2 separate regions of the Triticum aestivum genome follow, and region 2 is linked to region 1. Evidence: chromatin contacts called from public Hi-C data. All regions are on one chromosome and are shown on one strand. Each heading gives the region's core, a stretch centred on a gene start, on an enhancer-like site or on the middle of the called end of the contact. The rest is flanking DNA. Distances are from core to core; before and after follow the strand shown. Region 1 holds the start of LOC123132207 (L-arabinokinase). Region 2 holds the start of LOC123132208 (auxin response factor 5).

What was found. A called contact is a pair of places that touch in the nucleus more often than the background predicts.
Region 2: a Hi-C map of leaf shows a contact between it and region 1, with 9 times the contacts expected there. The contact joins the promoter of LOC123132208 here to the promoter of LOC123132207 in region 1. A contact is called at or near these places in 2 of 5 Hi-C or Micro-C datasets (both in leaf).

What each region holds. Positions count from the first base shown.
Region 1 is chr6A:85,885,623-85,890,002 of IWGSC CS RefSeq v2.1, reverse strand. It overlaps LOC123132207 (L-arabinokinase), which reads right to left and starts at 2,322. Exons shown (of 29, transcript XM_044551980.1): 1 at 2,014-2,322; 2 at 1,743-1,919; 3 at 1,559-1,642; 4 at 1,351-1,427; 5 at 573-639; 6 at 229-286; 7 at 65-132. The coding sequence starts at 2,127.
Region 2 is chr6A:86,183,576-86,187,955 of IWGSC CS RefSeq v2.1, reverse strand. It overlaps LOC123132208 (auxin response factor 5), which reads right to left and starts at 2,528. Exons shown (of 14, transcript XM_044551981.1): 1 at 2,101-2,528; 2 at 1,845-1,963; 3 at 515-613; 4 at 370-426; 5 at 117-272; 6 at 1-22. The coding sequence starts at 2,152.

The DNA of each region.
Region 1 (4,380 bases), core at 1,073-3,572:
AAGTTAGACACAAATAATATGGATTAGTTTATAGAGTAACATTCTCAAGCAGAATCATACAGACCTCGGATCGAGATTTGTGTAATCTTCTCACCACAAGAGGCACATCAATAACGTCACGGAAAGCAGGCACTGTAGAAGATAAAATTAATCACTTCTTATTCATGAGAAGTGCAAGCCAATATTTAAGATCTTTGGAAATATTATCACTCAGTCAGGGGGACATACTAGGGCAGTATCCAGGGAGTCGTAGTAAGAACTCACAATGTGAGTAATCCTCTGCTATCTACAGTTATTGTCAACAGGTGCACATGGTTATTAAACAAACGTAATAAATCGCAGCTTGCATATGTACACTGTGAATGGCCAATATTAAGGAAAAATACAGATGTCGGTTTCAGCTCTGGAAGGAGGATGCTTTTAGAACTTAGTGCCAGCCAACTAATTAACACTGCATTTAATAACAAACCAGCATATATAGAAGATTTATCCTAAAGGTAGAAAACTTTTAAACTTGAATTTAGCATGCCAGCAAGTGCTACAATAAGGAACTAAGTCTGCAAGCAGGGCACCTGCCACACAATTGAGCGATGATGATTTCCAGCTGCTACAACGTACTCTGCATAAATGAAGTCCCAACTGCAAATTGGAGATAAAGATCAGGGCATTTTTGTATGGAAGTCCAAATAAGATGGCTATGAAAAATTGTAAAACAATTATTTGCATACTGCCTGTCAGTTCCAGATAAAAGCTACTCCCTCCGTTAACAAATCTTACCTCTGTCCCAAAATTCTTGTCTTAGATTTGTCTAGATACGGATGTGTCTTAAATTTGTCTAGATACGGATGTATGACGATACACCCGTATCTAGACAAATCTAAGACAAGAATTTTGGGACGGAGGGAGTACTTCAATATGGACTACATTCGGACTGAAATAAGTGAACAAACACACTAAATCATGCTTATATACATCTGATTCAGGAAAAAGTTAAAACATCTTATATTTGTGAACAGAGGGAGTAATTGAATTATAAGGTATTGTTTTTTTATAACTATATGGTATTTGTTAGCATTACACACAGCTGCAGAATTTTGTGGCTTAAATATACCAGATAACAATTTATACAGAGATCATCAAGAAGTTACAGAAAATGCATCAGTATGTATGTGCCATGCCATCAAGATGTTAGCAGCAGAAAGTAGACATAAATTAGTTGAGTTGACTACAGTAAGTAAGTAAACACTGATTCCCTAAAATACTCAACCTAAGTGACAACTGGCTCGGCCGTTTGTACAGCCTCATGGCATTCGCAACACTTGGAACGAAGCAAGCAGAGGAACAACTCACCTGAAATTCGTGACACACACGGAGCGAATGCCAGCATCTGCAGCCGCCCTGCACGCCACCGGGACAACATCCGAAACCTGCCCATGGTCAACAGACAACATAACTCTGAATTCAGATGCTGCATGGCAGCGTTCATGGAGATTTCAGATATCATATAACAGTAAAAGTAAACTGGCAGGAGTCGCCGGAGGAGAAAAAAAGTAAGTACCACTAAGTCGGCCTTGATTGAGTGGAGCCACTCCACTTCAGTCCTGAGTATCGCCTCGCGGGGCACCACGGCCGTCTGATGGTACTGCATTCCGCGGCCACCGTACGATCAGTCAATCAACTAGTAGAAGGCGAGGGGGGGATATTAAAGAGAAACAACACGGCCGGTCGGGTTGGGGTTGGACCTTCTCGAGGGATGCGAGTCGGTCGACGGTGAGCGCGTCGGCCTGCACGGCGCCGCAGTCGAGCAGGACCCTGCGGATGTGGAGGCTGGGGGAGTCGATCTCGGTGGTGAAGACGAACTCCGGCGCGGCGGTGACCACGTGCACCTCGTGCCCCGCGCCGATCAGGTGCCTCACCACCTGCGCGAAAATCGAACGGAAATTCGTCATCAAAATCCCAGGGCAGGGCAGGTCGGGGCGCGCGCGCGCCCACCGAGAGGAAACAGAGGCGGACCTCGAGGGCGCGGGTGGCGTGGCCGAAGCCGTGGCCGGTGATGTAGTAGGCGAAGACGAGGCGCTGCTGCGTCGGCGGCGGCGCCTCCTCCGCGCCGCTTCCCCGGGCCACCATCCTCCGCGATCGATCCCTCCCTGCCTTCTCTGCTCCGGGCGGTGACTGCGGTGGTGTCACAGTCCGTTGGCGTGTACTCACTGTTGGGAGACTGGGTCGGCTGATCGGGCCTTCTTATAGTAAGTCGTGGGGCTATCTCATCCTCCTCCCGTGGGACGGGGAGTGAGCGAGAGTCCGGGGCGTGGACGTTTGGTTCTATCCGAGTCCCGCGGCCGGCCCTCTTTTAGTGCCCGGTTTGTTGTGCCGCTATTGCTTATCCACTTCCGGCGATCTGCTGTGCTCTGCTGGGTGACGGACTCGTCCGTGTCACGGGCACGCAACGCTGCACTGTGAAGTCGATCTCAGTTCTGATCTGAGCCATGATGAGAGTGACGTGGAGGGAGGGGCGGAGTAGGATAGGATATGGGTTTATCTGCAGCAATGATTCCCGCATATCCCTCCCATTATCACCCAACCGGCACTTGTGTGTTCAAAAGAGAAAGAAAATCGAAATGGTACTGGGGATTCGGGCGCGGCTGAGACTCCGTTAATTAAGATCGCCGTCTTCGCCTTGAGTATATAAATGGGTGGGCCAGGCCCATGAACATATAAGTAAACCTTGTTCATGTCACTAATAGCCTTTCATCTTCTTCCTCCTCCTCCTTGCGCTGAACCGCTTGGTCAAAAGACAAACATGTCGCCCAAAGACTTCTTTCAACCAAGATAAGGTTAAGGGTGGCAGTGTATGGAGAATGAGACCATCCCTTGGGCTCTAGCGGGGGGAAAGATTGACTCATATGTCTATTTTACACTATATTATTAAAACATAAAACAAACAAGATTCCACGTTCTTGCACATAGGCTAAATTGCCTAATCCGTCAAATCTTCGTTAGCCGCAAAAATTGACGTCCGGGATTTAAAACTAGATGTATAGAAAATATGTGTGATTTATACGAACAAAGACTACCAGTCCAGGCAAGTACAGAGACACGATGGACTCATAGGGAGAATATATGAGGTGATACCACCACTTAGATGCTCCACGATACCAATTGAAAACAATTTCAAATTTAAATGCTTCAAAAAATTATGAGAAGAATTATGGACGTTCACAACAGGTGTGCTACAAAAAAGACAAATTCAGCATGAATAGTGTCAGCAATGACAAAACCACAAAAAGTGTGAAAAACTGCACTATTTACATCTGGATTTGTCCTTTTTTTGTTTCTCGGTGTGTATATAGAGTTTGGATATGAAATTTGTAGAGATTGTAGACACGTGTGTTGTGAACATCCTTGATTTTTCTCAGATTTTTTTAAGCATTTAACTTTGAATTATTTGAATTGGTATTATGGGAGCATCTAAAGTGGTGGTATCACCGTGGCTAGTAGCACAAGTCTTGGTCAACAGGTTTACCCCTCCCACCATGTTCTCCATCATTTTTTTTTCATCCAGTCAGTTTTTCCCACCACGTCATACTTAGCCGCACCTTCCGAATATGTCGCTCAATCATATTAATTTACTTACTGTTGGGGATATGACCCGCCATACTGGGCCGGGTCTTCCAGGTGGCAGCTGATGAGAAAGACTCAAGACAGGTCGTGGCGCTGAGGAACAAGACTAGTAGGGCGGCTCACCATGGGGTAGGCTGGCTTGCGGCCCAATATCCGAAGACATCGACTCAAGGCCCAAAAGTGTAAGCCGCCTGGAGGTTCCTTACTTAGGAAGCAAGACAAGTCAAAAGCATGCTTGGTCATGGATCGTAATACGACCCGAACTCTTGTAAGCTCTGGGCCTCGACCTATATATAAAGGTGAGTCCCAGAGGCAGATAGGGGGAGGGGACAATCGGTCAATAGCTAGGCCAAGCGAATCCACTCCCTTGTAATTGATCCCAAAGCAATAAGCAACAAGCAGGAAGTAGGCTATTACCTCGATCATGAGGGGCCGGACCTGGGTAAATCCGCGTCTCTCAATTTGATCAACCCGACAAGCTAACCACATGGTTGTAATGGTCTCACGACTAAGCCCTCACACTAGGACATCTGCCATGACAAAACCACAATAGTTGGCGCCCATCGTGGGGCCAGTGCACGGTGGTTTCGAGTTCTTGAATGGCTCTTTCCCAAGGATCGAGGGATACGCCATCGGCAGGATGACGAAGAGTTGCCGTGGCAAGCTCTACATCGACGACGCCGGTTGGGGCCTGATGTCTACTACACAACCTTCTTCTTGTAGACGTTATTGGGCCTCCAAGTGCAGAGGTTTGTAGGA
Region 2 (4,380 bases), core at 1,279-3,778, 300 kb before region 1:
ACGGAGGCTGCAACGAGAAATCCTACAGAACAAAGTAACGAAATTAAGATGGCACCATGATACTGGTACATGAGTTTTTGTCGTGGAAAAGACCTGGAAATCTGATGCCTGCTTACCAGGGAAGGGAATATCTTCTCCGCGGCACGGCGAGGCACGGAGAAGCCTCCGTGCGTGCTCGTATCGCTAGCGGTGAGCGTCTTGCAGAAGAACTCCATCTGTGGCCTCGCTTGTCTTAGCGCAAGCTCTGACAGCTGCAACGCCTCTTTTGCATACTGATAAAAACACATGATCAGGAGCAACATAGGGATTAAAGCATTGGAAACACGCAGAGAAATTCTTGGGGAAAACCTGCAGAATTCAGATGCTTACTGTATTCACTGGCTGAAGAGTCATCTGCGCATACACCTCGTCAGTATCTGGGTCTGCCTGAAAAATCAAGAGACAACATCTTTCAGAGCTTGCAATCGCGGGCGCGTCGTGTTGAACAGTATGGGAAACAAGGCTGTTAGATTACTTGCAAAGTGACGCTGTGCAGAAGACATATCAACTTTGAGGGAAGGTTGGGGTAGCTCGGCACATGCGCTTCGACATCCTTTTGCATAGAAGCTGCAACCTGAACCAGACACCAAGTCCAAGTAAGTTTCTTTTTCTATTTTGAAGATAAAGATGAGTGACTATTTTTATTGAATAAAGATGCAACACGGCGTTTTCATCAATACAAAAAAAAACAGCATTTTTTAAATTATGAAGCGATTGATAGAAAGAAAAGCATTCAGGCGGCTAAACCAAGTACCAGGTATTTTGGACAAGGGTTTTCCAAAAACAAATCCAGCTGTTTTCTGTACACGTAAGCACTGTTATCCTCCCAATCATACATTGCTAAAACTTTCCGTTGTAAAACATGAATTATCTCATGGAATGATTGAGGAAGTACAAGCATTCAAACATGCTTCCCTTTTTATACACCAACTTTCTGCGGCTTCCCTAAAAAATTAGGAGAAAAGTAATTTTGAAGTGCAGAAAGTGCAGCCTCATGAGTGAACTCCTTTTAGATGAACTCTGCATGCCATAGGTACACTGCTAAAGTGTTCCCCCCACATATCATCATGGGCGACACAGCCGAATGTCCCACATACATTAAAAAAACTTATTTTTCTTGCTGAACTTTTTAAAAGGGGAGCACAGTTGCAGAATTAGGGATTGATCTTTTACAGAATCTGTCAAGAACACCATAGCAATAGCATAGCAGCTGAAAATCTTTCTGAAAGCAGGCAGGCTGTTTTGGCAGTGCAGAATCAGTGGAAGGTGCAGCAGAAATCAGGACCATAAATGCAAATAATACGAAGCTATACATGGATGCATGTTGCATGTACTACCAAACTTGATAGCAAGAAAACAGTGCTCCTATACTCCACAAGACACCAAAAGCCAACAGAAGGAAAGGAAGGAAGTAGGCCCAAAGGGAGGCTCCCAACCACTCCTCCAATAACCCAAGAATACTACTGGCTTGAGAAAGCAATTAGTAGCAAGCAAGTAGTATAGCCCTCCAATCACAACTACTGGAAATGCAACATATCCATGATAGCATCTGTTTTTCTTTTAAGAAGGCCATATTATGAACCCTCTTGAACTTCAAAGGATTCTCTCATGGTAGATTAAATCATCAAAAAGTAAAAGTGAAAACCAAACGCTTACTCTAAAAGAAGTATAGAGCAGGGAATCGATTTAGTTGGCTAGAAGCGCAAAAAGGAGGGAAGATTATCATTGAAGAACAGAACCATGGGGAGCATAGAACGAGCACTGCGCAAATGGCACTGGCGAACAGATAGGTCTCACTCACACACCTGCTCGCTGTGGCCTTGGGGGAAGTAGACGACGAGGCTGCCCACCGGCGGCAGCGACACCAGCGGCCCCGCGCAGGCGTGCCACAGCTCCCCGTTGATCGCCGGCGCCTTGCGCTCCCCTGCGCCCACCGCCGCGTCAGCGACCAAGAAAAGGAGAGACCCCTCCTTCCTTTTCCAGCTGTACCACCTCCGCCTCGTCGAAGCGCGGGGAGGGGCCGGAGAAATGCGCGAAAAGCAAGAAAGAAGTGACAAGTACCTTCGCATGGAGCCGACGCCGCGACGGCGGAGCTCGCCGGCGACTGCGCCATGGCCGCCTCTTCACACGCGGAAGCTTGCTAGCTTCGGTGGCTCCCGCGCATGAGTCACAGAGGACCACGCGCGGCGCCGAGTTTCTTTTTCGCTGTATGGGTCCCGGACACCGGCAGGCCGGCCGGCCGGGCTCTTCCGCAAAGCTGCCGTGCCCCAGCGAGCGGCGGCGGCGGCGGCTCCGTCCCGACAAGCTAGACCAGAAGCAGCAGCAACACGGAGACCAAGGACCCCGTCTAGTCCTACTACTACTAGAGAGAGAGGGAGGGAGCTAGAGAGAGAGGGAGGGGTGAGAGTTGCGAGCTGCTGCCGCTGAGGCAGGCCTCTGGGCTTTGCTGTCGCTGGTTGGTGCGTCGTGTGTGCTGCTGCCTGTCGGGAGTTAAAACCGAGACGCTTCTTCTGTCTCTCTCTCCCCTCTTTCTTTTTTATACTCCTACTCCGTTTTAGTGAAGTGAGGCTCGAGGGGGGAATCGCACTGGAGGGAGGGAGCTCCGAGCTCATCTCCGCTTGCGGCTTTTCGGGGCCATTTCGTGCCTTTTCTAGTGTTTCAGGAATTATCCCTTCTTTTCAGTAAAGGGGCAATAATACTAACCCCCATTTGTGGGATTTTTTATTCAAAGGGTTTCTAAAGGAATCTTAATGTATCGGAAAATTTTCATCCACTCGAACCTCATGCGAAGAATTCTACGGCATATCATGTGAACTAAAACCACGACAATAATTTTGGAACGGAGGAGTGGTAGCATTGAAGATGACATGCCACTATATTTTTGTGTTTTTATATTCCTGTGTTTTACAAATTATACGAATCAAAGAAGCCAAAAAGAAGGAAAAAATTCTGCATGACTGGCATTATGAGAGACCGGTTAGTGAAAAAGGAATAAATATTTTTGGTGCGCGTGTAAACTGAAAAACCAGTCTTGCTAGCTCTTTTTCAAGAAAACTTCCGACCTATTCATCTTTCACTATGACAGTATATAATAAAAAATACATCCAGATTCATAGACTACCTAGTGACGACTACAAGCATTGAAGCGAGTCGAGGGCGTGCTGCCATCATCGCCCCTCCATCACCGGAGCCGAGCATAACTTGTTGTAGTAGACAGTCGGAAAATCGTCGTGCTAAGGCCTCATAAGACCAGCGCACCAGATCGTCGCCGTTGAAGAGTAGCGTGGAACAGAAGTATCCAACCTAAAGATACACGAACATAGACGAACTACGACAAGATCCGAGCAAATCCACCAAGGACAGATCCGTTGGAGACGCACCTCTAACGCCCACCGACGATGCTAGACGCATCATCAGGACGGGTGCTAGGCGAGAAGCCTTATTTCATTTTCAGGGAGTCATCGCCGTCTCGTCTTCCTGAGCATGACACAAACCCTAACAAAACTTGAAGAAACATGTAAAAACAAAGCCCTCTCGCCAACAAGGGTCAGGATCCACCACGCCGGTAGTTCTTGGCTACTTCTTCATGCAACTAAACTTTACATTATAGTACAAACATGTCAACTTTAGGAAGCACTGCTGGAGTATCATCGTTACGCAGACAAGCATCAGTGATCGGGGACTGGGCGATAGATGATTGGACACAGTCGCTGGTGTAAACACCACTGGCGGGCAGAAACTTAGGCCAACTACAGCGCACGACTCCAAACAGATGTCCGTTTAGCCTAAATTCTGTCCGTTTGGGTAGGGCAATGGGGGCGTGTCTGGGCCTTTCCTGGGATGAGGTGGTCGTGCGCCCAACGTGCGGACGCATCCTTTGGCACCATCCTGTCCGCCACATCCAATATGCCCATATATTCATATTTCAATGTTTAAAACTAGTTTGCACGTCCAAATATTAATTATCTCAAATAAAAATAGTTTTACAACCCAATCGAAATTGTCTAATAAAATAGTTTTACAACCAAATTGAAATTGTTTTGAATGGACATAATGAACCAATACATCTATTGGTTGCCAATGTGATTCCACATGTGCTCAACCAAGTCATTTTGAAAATCCAAATGAGTGTGACAATCACGCATTTCATGATGGAATTGGGTAAACTGTTCAAACGTGGCCGGTTCTTGGTGCAGGGGCTCAACATTTTCACCTTGAAAATCAAATCCTTGGTCGAAGATGCTTATCACGCTCGTCCTCGACGATCATGTTGTGCATGATCACACAAGCAGTCATCAGCTCCCAAAGCTTCCCTTTATCCCTTGTCAGTGTAGGGTTTTG